Regions from separate parts of the Mus musculus genome. Here all the other regions are linked to region 1. Evidence: chromatin contacts called from public HiChIP or PLAC-seq data. All regions are on one chromosome and are shown on one strand. The core of a region is the stretch at or near the end of the contact, and the rest is flanking DNA. Distances in the headings are between cores, read along the strand shown.

The links. HiChIP or PLAC-seq counts read pairs in DNA pulled down with a chosen protein or histone mark.
Region 2: a contact with region 1 is called in a FOXA1 HiChIP or PLAC-seq map of pancreatic cancer cells. The contact joins two enhancer-like sites. A contact is called at or near these places in 1 of 15 datasets of contacts at CTCF or cohesin (the NIH/3T3 cell line), 1 of 484 Hi-C or Micro-C datasets (bone marrow-derived macrophages) and 3 of 115 datasets of contacts at active chromatin or transcription factors (bone marrow-derived dendritic cells, bone marrow-derived macrophages and pancreatic cancer cells).
Region 3: a contact with region 1 is called in an HNF4G HiChIP or PLAC-seq map of pancreatic cancer cells. The contact joins two enhancer-like sites. A contact is called at or near these places in 1 of 484 Hi-C or Micro-C datasets (bone marrow-derived macrophages) and 1 of 115 datasets of contacts at active chromatin or transcription factors (pancreatic cancer cells).

Annotation. Positions count from the first base shown.
Region 1 is chr6:17,138,091-17,141,820 of GRCm38.p6, forward strand. All of the region lies in intron 1 of Gm4876 (predicted gene 4876), which reads right to left. Among named protein-coding and RNA genes, the nearest start is that of Gm4876, 32 kb to the right of the region's middle. Within about 2 kb of position 2,136, at least 13 of the 459 cell types and tissues checked have an H3K27ac peak or open chromatin away from gene starts, as enhancers often do. A contact at or near this core is called in pancreatic cancer cells, where this site is marked.
Region 2 is chr6:17,610,719-17,614,448 of GRCm38.p6, forward strand. No RefSeq gene overlaps it. Among named protein-coding and RNA genes, the nearest start is that of Capza2, 24 kb to the right of the region's middle. Within about 2 kb of position 2,138, at least 75 of the 459 cell types and tissues checked have an H3K27ac peak or open chromatin away from gene starts, as enhancers often do. A contact at or near this core is called in pancreatic cancer cells, where this site is marked.
Region 3 is chr6:17,547,086-17,550,815 of GRCm38.p6, forward strand. Met (met proto-oncogene) reads left to right here. Exons shown (of 22, transcript NM_008591.2): 13 at 1-11; 14 at 1,601-1,754; 15 at 1,947-2,087. Among named protein-coding and RNA genes, the nearest start is that of Gm52893, 7.2 kb to the left of the region's middle. Within about 2 kb of position 1,961, at least 40 of the 459 cell types and tissues checked have an H3K27ac peak or open chromatin away from gene starts, as enhancers often do. A contact at or near this core is called in pancreatic cancer cells, where this site is marked.

The DNA.
Region 1 (3,730 bases), core at 886-3,385:
ACCAGAGGCTTATAACAGGGATGATGGTGAGAACTCTGAAAAACAGGGGTTTCATATCCTATTCTAATATATAGATTTGACCTTTCCCCAAATGACTTTTCACATGAGTACAAGAAATCTGAGTTAAATTGGTTTTCTTTTTATTTTGTTGACTCAGAGGACTCAAGTCTTCATTTAATTTTCAACTTCTCCTGTTCTATTCCTGGAAATTTCAAAGTCCTTTTCAGATGATTGAGGAAGTACCTGCTGCTGTATACACAATAGGATTGGGAATGCTGGGTGTATTATCATTCTGTAACATCTTTAGTGCACCAAAAACTATTCCCCACCACACTCTACTGACTAGAGCACTGGCTGCTTACTTTGTTGTTTAGCCTGCCGGTCACTGCTGAAGCCCTAACTCATCATTCTGATGCTCTTCACTTGGACTGGCAAATGGCATTATCTAGTAATAGTTTTATACTCAAGACTCCCAGGAAGAAGCTGAGTACATAATAGAAGATCACCATTTCCTTAAGAGTCTAATTGCTTGCTACTTCTGATACCATGTGTGATTTTCATCCGAGTACTAAACAGTAAACAGCAGAATCAGTTCACACTACTGTACATGTGCACTGGGATATAGAAATGCATACTGAGCTTTCCAGGATCTGTGTGGGTCAAAGATTCCCAAGTGAGAAGCTCCCGGGTCCTGCAGAGTGTCTACTCAGAACGCCTGTCACATCTCCATGACAGTACCATCACAAATGTGTTTCCACTGTGACTTGGGGGAGCAAAATGAAATAATTGTTATCAGAAGACATCTAGAAAAGGCCAAGACATGCAAATGAGTTTTCAGGAGATGGCCCACTATTTTGCACTGCCTGAAATGGGTAAGCTCTGAGATGCACAGTCACCAGAGACCTCATCCCAGAGTGCTCCTTGCTGCTGATATGCCTTTCCTGTCACTATTACATGACATAATGATTCCTGATCACCAGCCTACCCTATTGGGTACCCTATTGGGCAAATTTCCTGCATATCAACATGAAGATGTACTCTCATGGAGTAATGTTTATAGACAAACTGATGACTTTACAATTTCTGATAATGATTTTATAGAACTCTTAAATTGATACATGCAATCCAAGCCCCCTATAGAATAAAGATAGAAATAGAGCTCTCTATACCTTCACATGCCATGGGCCAATTGCACTAGAATAAGAAAGCAGGCTTGCAACAAACTTGCGATTAAAGAAAAACATTCATTCTAAGTCAGGTCCAAGAATGAAGCTACAGGTGTGCACTATGATAAAGCAATTGAATACGCTTACTCTTTGAGATGATTCAGCAAATACTATGGCGCTTCATGATGTGTACAAGGTATTGGACACTGAACCTTCCCTTCACAGCCCACACTAAAAGAGACCCAGAAATGCATTTGAAGTACAGGAGGTGGCACTCTGCTAGAGCATGAGATGGATTGGCTCACTAATTATAACCACCCTCTACTGTGTGCCTTTTACATGCCAAAGGTACTGTGCATGTTATTTTACCTAGTTCCTGTTCCCAACAAGCCTATGGATTGTATACTATTGTTTATGAAGTATTACCCATGGGAAAAAACTAAGGTTAGGAGAAATTAGACAAAGTACTATATTGTAGAGACAGTTTTCAAACACAGTTAAGTCTGTCTATAGAGATGAAAAAGTTAAATACTGACCAACTCCAAATTTGAGAGGAGCTGTAAGACTATTGAGGAATGTGAAATTAGGGAATTGTAGAGGGCCTTCAAGAGGGTCCAAGTTGGAACTAGTGAGTTCTATGGGTTGAAGGAGAAGAATTCATGCTTACCATAAAACCTATGAGAGAATTTGAACTTGTCACATCATGTGTGTGTGTTCATGGGTGTGCAGGTGCACATGAATATGTGGGTGTCAGAATCCTCTAGATCTTATATTTACTCTCTTGCTTCCTTACTGTTCTCTGAAAGGAGACACTCTTATTCCCACAGTGACCTTTCCTCTGAGGGTCACCGGGCAGGAACTTTTCAGGTGTAACTCATTGCATTCGCCATGGTGAGGAGTGATTGGTCCTTATTTAAACATCAGAATCAATGACTCACAGCCTGGAATCTTATTTCACTGTTTAGCTTTGTTGCTAGTGGTGATGACTTAGAATGTCTTATGGAGAGGACAGACTGAGATTTCTACTTAGGCTCTTGTCACCATAGGGGAGAAATTTCAGAGGTCAGGTCATGGAAGAATTGGGTGTTTTTGCAGAGGGATTATACATTCATGGGATGAGTGCAGGCTTGCTGAGAGAGAGAGAGAGAGAGAGAGAGAGAGAGAGAGAGAGAGAGAGAGAACTTGGATTTAGGACAGCATGTTTTATGACCAGAACAGAAAGTCTACAAGGCTAGTGATGAGGAGATGCCATTATCGTTAAGCAAAGGTCAGTTACAAGTTTCTGCAAGGACCACACTAATCTCAGCTCATTTTAGCTTACACCTTGTTTGCTGTTGGAACAGTCAAATGATCTTTCTGCAGTTCATTTCAGTCCAGCACAGGCCTCTACCCTTGAGCAGCTTGACACTTTCCTACAACTAGCTAGTCTAGCTCTGCTTTATACCATCCAATATGTGCAGGAGTGGGAGAAACATAATTCAAAATTCTTCTCTTCTTTTGGGATTCCTGGAAGTACTAGTTCTGTGCTAGTTGGGCAATACTCACACAGTAGACACAGTGCTCCCTCTGTGGTATGTCTGGATCATACATCAAAGCATATATATATATATATATATATATATATATATGTGTGTGTGTGTGTGTGTGTGTGTGTGTGTGTATGCATATCTATACATATATCTATGCATATATCTATATCTATATCTATCTATCTATATATATATATATGAGTTGGTTTATCTTCTCCAGAGGACAGCTTTTGTATAATGAATTTATTTAATGGATGTTTTGTTGTATTTCTTTCAGCCCTCCAGTTTTATGTTTAAGTCAGCCATTGATTGGAATCTTAGCAGAATCCATAAATAATATCCTCTCCTATCTGAACTCAGAAATAGAGAAGTTGAGTTCAACCAGTCGTCTTATAAAAGGAAGAATGTGACCTTCGAATAGCAGCCACATTTACCTCCCACACATACCTCCCCACCACCACCACTCCCCTCGCCCCAGGAGATGGTCAGGGCAATGGGTTCAAGGCAGAGCTACAGAGCCAAAGTGTTCCCCCAGGTAGTCCCTACAGAGACAGAGCTGCCTGGATAGGTACAACTCTTGAGGAAGAGGAAGGCAGGATGGTTAGAGCTGGAATTGACATGTTCTTTTTAAAGGCACAGGAGCCTAGGCAAAGAAAATCTTCTCTTGTTGGGAGATAGAAAGATTTTTGTTTGTCTTTTTTATGACATAAACTCCAATTCCCTGCATGTTAGTCATTTGTGTTTTATTTTCCATGAGGAATTTTAATGTACCCACTCAAGTGGTACTCCTGAATTTAACTATTTAAAACTCTTGATCTTTCATTTCTCAAATTTAGTTGGGTAATCTCTTTTGCTTTTATGGGTAACTCATAAATTAGCATCATCCTCCCTGAGGATGAAGAGGGGCTCCAGTGAGCTCAGCAGAGCATGGAAGCGGGGTTTATTTTGGCAGAAAAGGCTGAAGTAAACAACCAGGAATGATTGCTTTCCTTTTAAAGTCGGAAAAGAGGGGAGTGTCCTATACTGTGGTTGACT
Region 2 (3,730 bases), core at 888-3,387, 470 kb after region 1:
AAAATTAAGGCTGCACCAACATTCCATTATACCCTAATCAGAATGACTGTCATCAAAATGAACCATCAATGCTGGCAAGGATGTAGGGCAAGATGAACTCTTACACACTGCTAATGGGAATATAAACTATTATACACTCAATGGAAGTGAGTATAGTGGTTCCTAAAACAACCACAAATAAAAATGTCAGATGACCAATTCTTGATAAATATTCAAAGTAAGCCTATCACAGAAATATTTGCCTACCCACACCTATTGAATTACTAATCATAATAACCAAGATCTGAAACCAACTGATATATTGTCCATTCATAGATGAATTGTTGAAGAAAATGTGATACAAGCCAGGTGGTGGTGGTGGTGGTAGTGGTGGTGAATGCCTGAGTTCAGGGCTAGCCTGGTCTACAAGTAAAACAGGACAGTCAGGACTACACAGAGAAACCCTGTCTTGAAAGCCTCCCCCAAAATAATAAAAGAAAAGAAAAAGCAAAGAAAGAAAGAGAAAAGAAAAGAATGGAAGTATGACATCTGCAAAAAAAAAAAAAAAAATTGTATGGAACTCGAAATCATTACATTTCAAAAAACCAAACAAAGTAAGTCACATTCAGAAAGACAAATGGCATGTATTGAATCTAGATCTGTGTTTGTGTGTGTGTAGGACATGAAGGAAAGAAAGAGAGGAGGAGTAAGATTAAAGATGAGGGAGAGAGGGGACCAAGAAGAGATAATCAAATAAATGTCACGAAATCGGGAAGAGGAGCTATTTGGGGTGAGGCTGGGGGACCAGAAAGAAGTGTGTGGGAGAGAGGGGAAACCAAACGGGAAGTGAAAACATACAATGTACAGTCACAAAGCTCGGTAAGAGCCGTAGCGAAGCCCATTGGTTTCTGCTAGCAAAAATAGATCTTAGGAAATATTCAGGAAAATATACTCTGTCATTAACCAGATGGGAAAGACAAGTTTATTATTCTTTTAAAAGCAGACTCTATATATGTCAGAGTTTGGGATCACCCCGAGGCCAACTGTGCGATGGCGGTCACTGGATGAGAGATTTACTTAAGAGGGTTTAGAAACAGCCACTCTGAGAAGAAATTTGAGGAAGCAGTGTTGAGGAGAGGAGCTTCAGTACCATCAAGTGAAGCAATCAGCCAGCAAGACAGGGCGTTCTGAGGTGGGGTTGTCCCTGTTGAGCTTTCCTGGCTGTGCGTTGGGATGAATCTTTTTTTATGCCTACATTGATCAGTCATTAGACACAAGGCACCTGACTTGACAGTGGCCACAGGAGCTTTCTTCTGCTGAAGCCATCCACATCAGGAACTAGGTTGAGAGCTTTTGTCCACAGTGCACCTAGGATCTTGGGATGAGGAGGTCTTTTAGTCAGTACTGCCATGTGTGTAGAGGTGGGTGTAGTGTGTCTGTATGTACATGGCTTCAGACACTGGAGACCATCCTCAGATATAGTTCCTCAAGTGCTTTAGTGCTTTGTTTTGTCTTGTCTTGTTTGTTTTGTTTGAGACAGTATCTTACTGTGTGACCATGACTGGCTTGCAACTGCCTTCATAGTCCTATCTAGTCTTAGACTCACAGAGACTCCACCTGCCTCTGTCTCTTGAGTATTAAGATCAAAGGACCAACCATTTTTGTTTGTAAAAGTGGCCTGGAATTCCCTGAATAAGGCAGGGTGGCTGACCCATGATTGACAGGGATTCACTTCTCTTTCCCTTTCCAGAGCTGGGATTACAAGTGAGTGACACCACGTGTAGATTTTTTTATATGGTTTCTAGGGATCTAATTAAGGTCATCTTGCTTGTGTAGTGAATGCATTACTGACTGAGCAACGTCCCCACTCTAAAAAGTTCTTCATTATTAGAGGGATGGGGCAAGTCTATTAGAGGACGAGTTTACATCTGCTATTTTTCATAAACAGTGGTTTAGATTTTGAGAAAAGGTATAAGTCAGAGAGTCCAAGCTACAAAACACATTATTTAGGAGCAGAGTAGACTCTCAGACAAACGGGAAGAAAGCCAGGCTCACAAGTGAAGACGAAACAAAGCCCAGGATGAGGTGTGTCTGTCCAGAGTGCCATGCATGTTTTCTGCTGGCGAAGGTGAAAGCAGTAAACCAGACCTTATTTGGCAGTATGACTCAGACTAGCATTCACAGATACAGTGGACTCAGCACCAGTGCATCAAGGGTGAGTTGCCATGACAGCTCCCAGGAAATTACTGTTGTTAGTTGGGTCGCTGCTTTGTACCCACCCAACTGTAGGTGCCATATTTAGTCTTTCATGTTTAATCTGGAAGATCTGGGGAGTGGGGCTCTTGGGGGGGGTGTTTTGGTTTGATTTTTATTTCTTTATTTTTTTGATTATATACAGAGAAAGGGACCTGTTAAGGCAGTGAATGGTATCTCAAGAATTCTAATCTTACAATGTCCCTAAAGCATAATGGGGGAGGGTGTCACTTTGCATTTTCTCCTTCTGCCAACCATCTCACAATAATAAAAGTTACTGTTTATCAGTGCTTCACTATGAATCAGACAATTTTCAAAGTGCCTTTTACACATTATCTCATGTATGTTTTATTGTAGCCAAATGACACAGGTACTATAATGATTTTCTATTTTACTAAAAATAACACGATTGCACGGGTGAATTAAATTTCTTGCTCAATTCTTGTACATTCGATCCATGTTATATCTAAAGGAGTCAGACTATTTTTGTCTGAGCACCTGAGTTCCTCTCACAGACATCAAGGTCAGTAGTAGCAGAAAAGCATAGCTCCATTTATTGGCCAAGTTGAGAGGGCTCAGTGCTGAGATGCACACCGGATATCCACACAACGAGAGGATATTTAGGAGATAGGCATCAAGAGTTCTGAAGATGAGAGGCAGCCTTTGCCAGGCTTTGACTCTGCATCCTTAGCAGTCCCCAGGAGCTTTTTTCTGAACTTCAAGATGGTTCCACTTCATAAGCGACTCCAATAGCACAAAATGGAGTTCAATTAGGATCATGGCATGATGTTCTTGTGAATGGGTGGATTCTGATAGTGAGGTGAGTAGTGTCACTAAACAATGAAGTTGAAGATCTCTGAGTTGCTTGAAGAGACATCAAGACCTAAGCATAACATAAAGGAAAGAAGGAACCCCTTCTCTGAAGTAGATAATGTGAATATTGGGATAGGAGCTTTCGAGCTATACCATAAAAAATGGTTCCAAGCTAGATCATACAAGACTCAGTAGGTCCATGACCTAACTCCACAATGAGTAGTCAGAGATTCTGGACAAAATGCTGAAACACTGCACCTTAGAGCAGAAAGCATAAGCATGGCACCTACCTCTATACTACAATGAAACAGAGAATTAACCAAGGCAAGCATCTTAGCCATCTTGACCTCAAGTGACTCCTGTTGCCTTAGAAACCTATGAGCTATTGTTTCTTCTTGGGTCATTGCTGTCCTTGACAATACAATTCCCTGCTGGTCCTTTTTTTTTTTTTTTTTTTCTTCAGGAAATCAAGGTGTAGTTCTGGGATCAAAAATCATTGATAATGACATGAGTCACCATTCTGTTCAGAAGTTAAGGGAGTTTCTAAGTTACTATGCAGATGTACATGGAAACACACCAAATGTTGTGTGATTTATAAAACAGATGGGATGGTACAGGTAGAAGGACTAAGAGTTGAAAGGCATTCTTCAGCTACTGTGAGTCTGAGGCAGCCAAGACTATATGA
Region 3 (3,730 bases), core at 711-3,210, 410 kb after region 1:
TAAATATAGAGGTGGGGTTCCCGCAAGCCTCTCATGATGTAAATAGGGATGCCGTTGTAATTATGTCACCAGGAGGCTTAAAATAAATCATTAAAGCTCATCTGTATGTTGGCTCTAGCTCATCAGCTCAGCCTCAGTTCCTAGCTGTGATTTGAGAAATGTCTAGGTTTTTAATCACACTGTCTCTTTCCCCTGGGTCAAAAGTATGATTCTCAAAAGTCATGCCACACTCTTGCCAAAACATGCTGCCGTTCTCCGAAGGAACAGAGCACATGCAAGACTGTCCCTTCTCCCTCTTTTTACCAGGCTAAGGGGCCTTCCCACTTCAGTGGTCACAATGCATAGAACTCTATAAATAAAAAGAATCGTATCCACTTGGCAGAGTAAAGTGGAAACCCAGTTGATGTTGTTTTTTTTTTTTAATCAATCTTTTTGTTATCATTTTTCTTAAGTTTTATTTATTTATTATTTATATGAGTACACTGTAGCTGTCTTCAGACACACCAGAGAGGGGCATCAGATTCCATTCCAGATGGTTGTGAGCCACCACCACGTGGTTGCCGGGAATTGAACTCAGGACCTCTGGAAGGGTAGTCACTGCTCTTAACCACTGAGCCACCTCTCCACCCCGCCCCCAATTGTTCTGTATTACCTTCTTTCGCATCCACAACTAAGTCAGATGACCCAGAAGAAGAATTTCTTTTATTATTTTTAACAGTTTATTTTTGATATAGCGCATAAATCATATAATTTGCCACTCGGAATGTACAGTTCAAGGGGCTTGGAACATTTAAATTGTAAATTTCTTTAAGTTGCGGTAACACAGCCCTGTAACCTCTAATCTACTTCTTTTCTTTATGAATTTGCTGACCTGGGTATTTCATCTAAGTCAAATCATACAATATTTGTCTTTTGGCATCTTGCTCATTTGACTTGGCAAATATTTTTGTGGTTCATTCTAGTTTATGGCTGAATGATATCTTATTTCATGCATATCATATATTGCTTACTCTAGAAATGGTAGCTTTGAAGGATTCCTGAAATATTCTGGAAACGTTAAGAAATGGAAATATACAAAAGAATTACAAAATCTGAGACCGAATGTAGAAATTTCAGAATGACCATCAAAGTTAAAAATCAGAAAGCACTTGAGCTGGGAGGAACCACAGATTTCTTCTATATATCAAAGTAGAAATAGACTATGAGACTTTATTATCCTATATGGTCTCCCCTCTTCTGAGAAATTTTTTCTGCTATGCATTCCACCCTCCCAAATGGGGCATCAGTTTCATTTATTCATACTTCAATGGTATCATAATACTTGATCGATCCATTTCCCTTCATTATTCTTTAGTTCCTCAAGATCAAAGAATATTTTTGTTTATCTAAATCATGCTTTAGGTAATCAATATTTCCTAATTATCTGGACATTGAGGCAGAATCAAGGAAATTCTCACTTACTCTGAAGGCTGTAATGCACCTTCTAGAATAATGGCCACCAGGGTGCTAATTGGAATCCAGAGAAACTTGGTCCCCCATAGATAGTATATTTTATATCAACCTCGGACAAAATCTGACTTTCCTTCTTATATATTTCCAGTGGAAGCAAGCAGTCTCTTCAACTGTTCTTGGAAAAGTGATCGTTCAACCGGATCAGAATTTTGCAGGATTGATCATTGGTGCGGTCTCAATATCAGTAGTAGTTTTGTTATTATCCGGGCTCTTCCTGTGGATGAGAAAGAGAAAGCATAAAGGTGCATATTTTGTTTATTGTCTAAGAAGCTACCATAGTGATTTAGTGATTACATTCAACACTGTCATGGAGATATATGGGTTGTCTAATAAGCATTCATAAAAGGCTGTGAGTTCTGGGCACTGGGTCAAAGTCTCCTGGGACCTGTGACAGCAAAGTCTTTAACAAGCTCTCTCTTTCTCTCTGTTTTAAGATCTGGGCAGTGAATTAGTTCGCTATGACGCAAGAGTACACACTCCTCATTTGGATAGGCTTGTAAGTGCCCGAAGTGTAAGTCCAACTACAGAGATGGTTTCAAATGAGTCTGTAGACTACAGAGCTACTTTTCCAGAAGGTATAATTCAGTTTACTATCCTGAGAAATATCTATACATAGACCTCTGTGAGCTGTGGCATTGTTCTTGCTTTTTGCTTTTTGTCCTGATATTTTTATACAAGTAGGAAAAAAAAAGGTGTTGACCTCTGCTAAACTTGATGCAGAATTGCATGGCCTTCACTTTAAAATCAAACTCATGCAGGTATCATATTGGAATTTTAGCATCTGCAAGCTCTCTGCTCACGTACAGACAGGTTCACTTTAGAATTATTTGAGCAAGGTAACTTACCTCAGCCATTCTAAGACCTGAGATGTTCTCCTTAACCCTTCATTTAGACTTATAAAGTATTTTTATTTCAATGTAATTTTAAAGTGCTATCTTTTGGGGGAAACTTTTGAATTATGCCATTAGTCATCTTTAAAACATTCTCAATGAGCATATCTTTTGCCTAGCACCATCTACAACTTGAATATATTTTGAGATGCATCCAAGAAAAACCTCCAGCACTGCTATTCATCAACAGCATCTGCTTTGCAAAACACCAGACCGACAAATGGTCAGGTTGGCCAGGGCATTTCACATTGTTTTACTTAAACATGTCTTACACAAAGCAAAATGTCTGTATTGTACCAGGGCCATTATCTTTAGAAGTTACAGGACATGAGTCAAGTACAAGCACTTCCCTGTTGAAATATCTACCATTGGATAAATAAAGTGAGTCACAGACAGTGTGGATACTGAGAAGTTAGAAGCTGCTCATCCAAGCCAGTACACCAGCAGTGAGACACTGAACATTCCAAGTTTCTCACCGCTTGTTGCCTGCCCTTCCTGAGATTTGGGTTAGTTCTCCAGAGATTACCGAATGCCCCACAGGACTCCATTCACTGTTAGAAGGAAACCCAGTCCTTTAAGAATGTGGACGAACCAAGCTCAATGCATGCTTTTAAACTTGAGGTATAAGTAGTAGTTCATAACCATCTTTAATAGCTCTAACCTGGAATTATTGAGGTTTGCAACTAACTGCTCTTTACCAAGCTTTCCTGGGCATGGGAGATAATTGTCTATAAAATGCTTATAGCCCAAGAAAGAAGATCTGAGTTTGTGTCACCAGAACGTACATAAAAGTCACATGTCCTGGGCATGGAGGGCACACATCATCAGAGTCTGTTGGCAGAGCAGCTCCAGATTCAGTTGGAGAAATAAAGTGGAGAATGACTGAGGAAGACGCCAAGCATTGACCTCTGGCATAAGCACAATATAAACACATACAAGCACACACACCATAACACTTTCTTGATCTTTAAAGAGTGTGTGTGTGTATGTGTGTGTGTGTGTGTGTGTGTGTGTGTGTGTGTGTGTGTGGTGTACGAGATGAAAGGTGGATTAGATAAGTGGTCCCCAGTGGCAACAACAGATAATATTGTTTACTTGCAATCAAACAAGAAACTCAGTACTTAAGAAAGCTGATGACGTCATGACTATTTCTAACTCCACTTAAGCATGTTTAGTATTTTCCACAGTAGCTCTTTTGGTTAATAATACTTACTCAGCCAGACAATAAATCTCAAAAATACCTCCAGGAAAGTTTTGGAAGGGCCTTTATAGTCATAATAATCTGTAGCTCAAAACAAACGAATGCAGCCTCCCAAGAAGATTCTAGA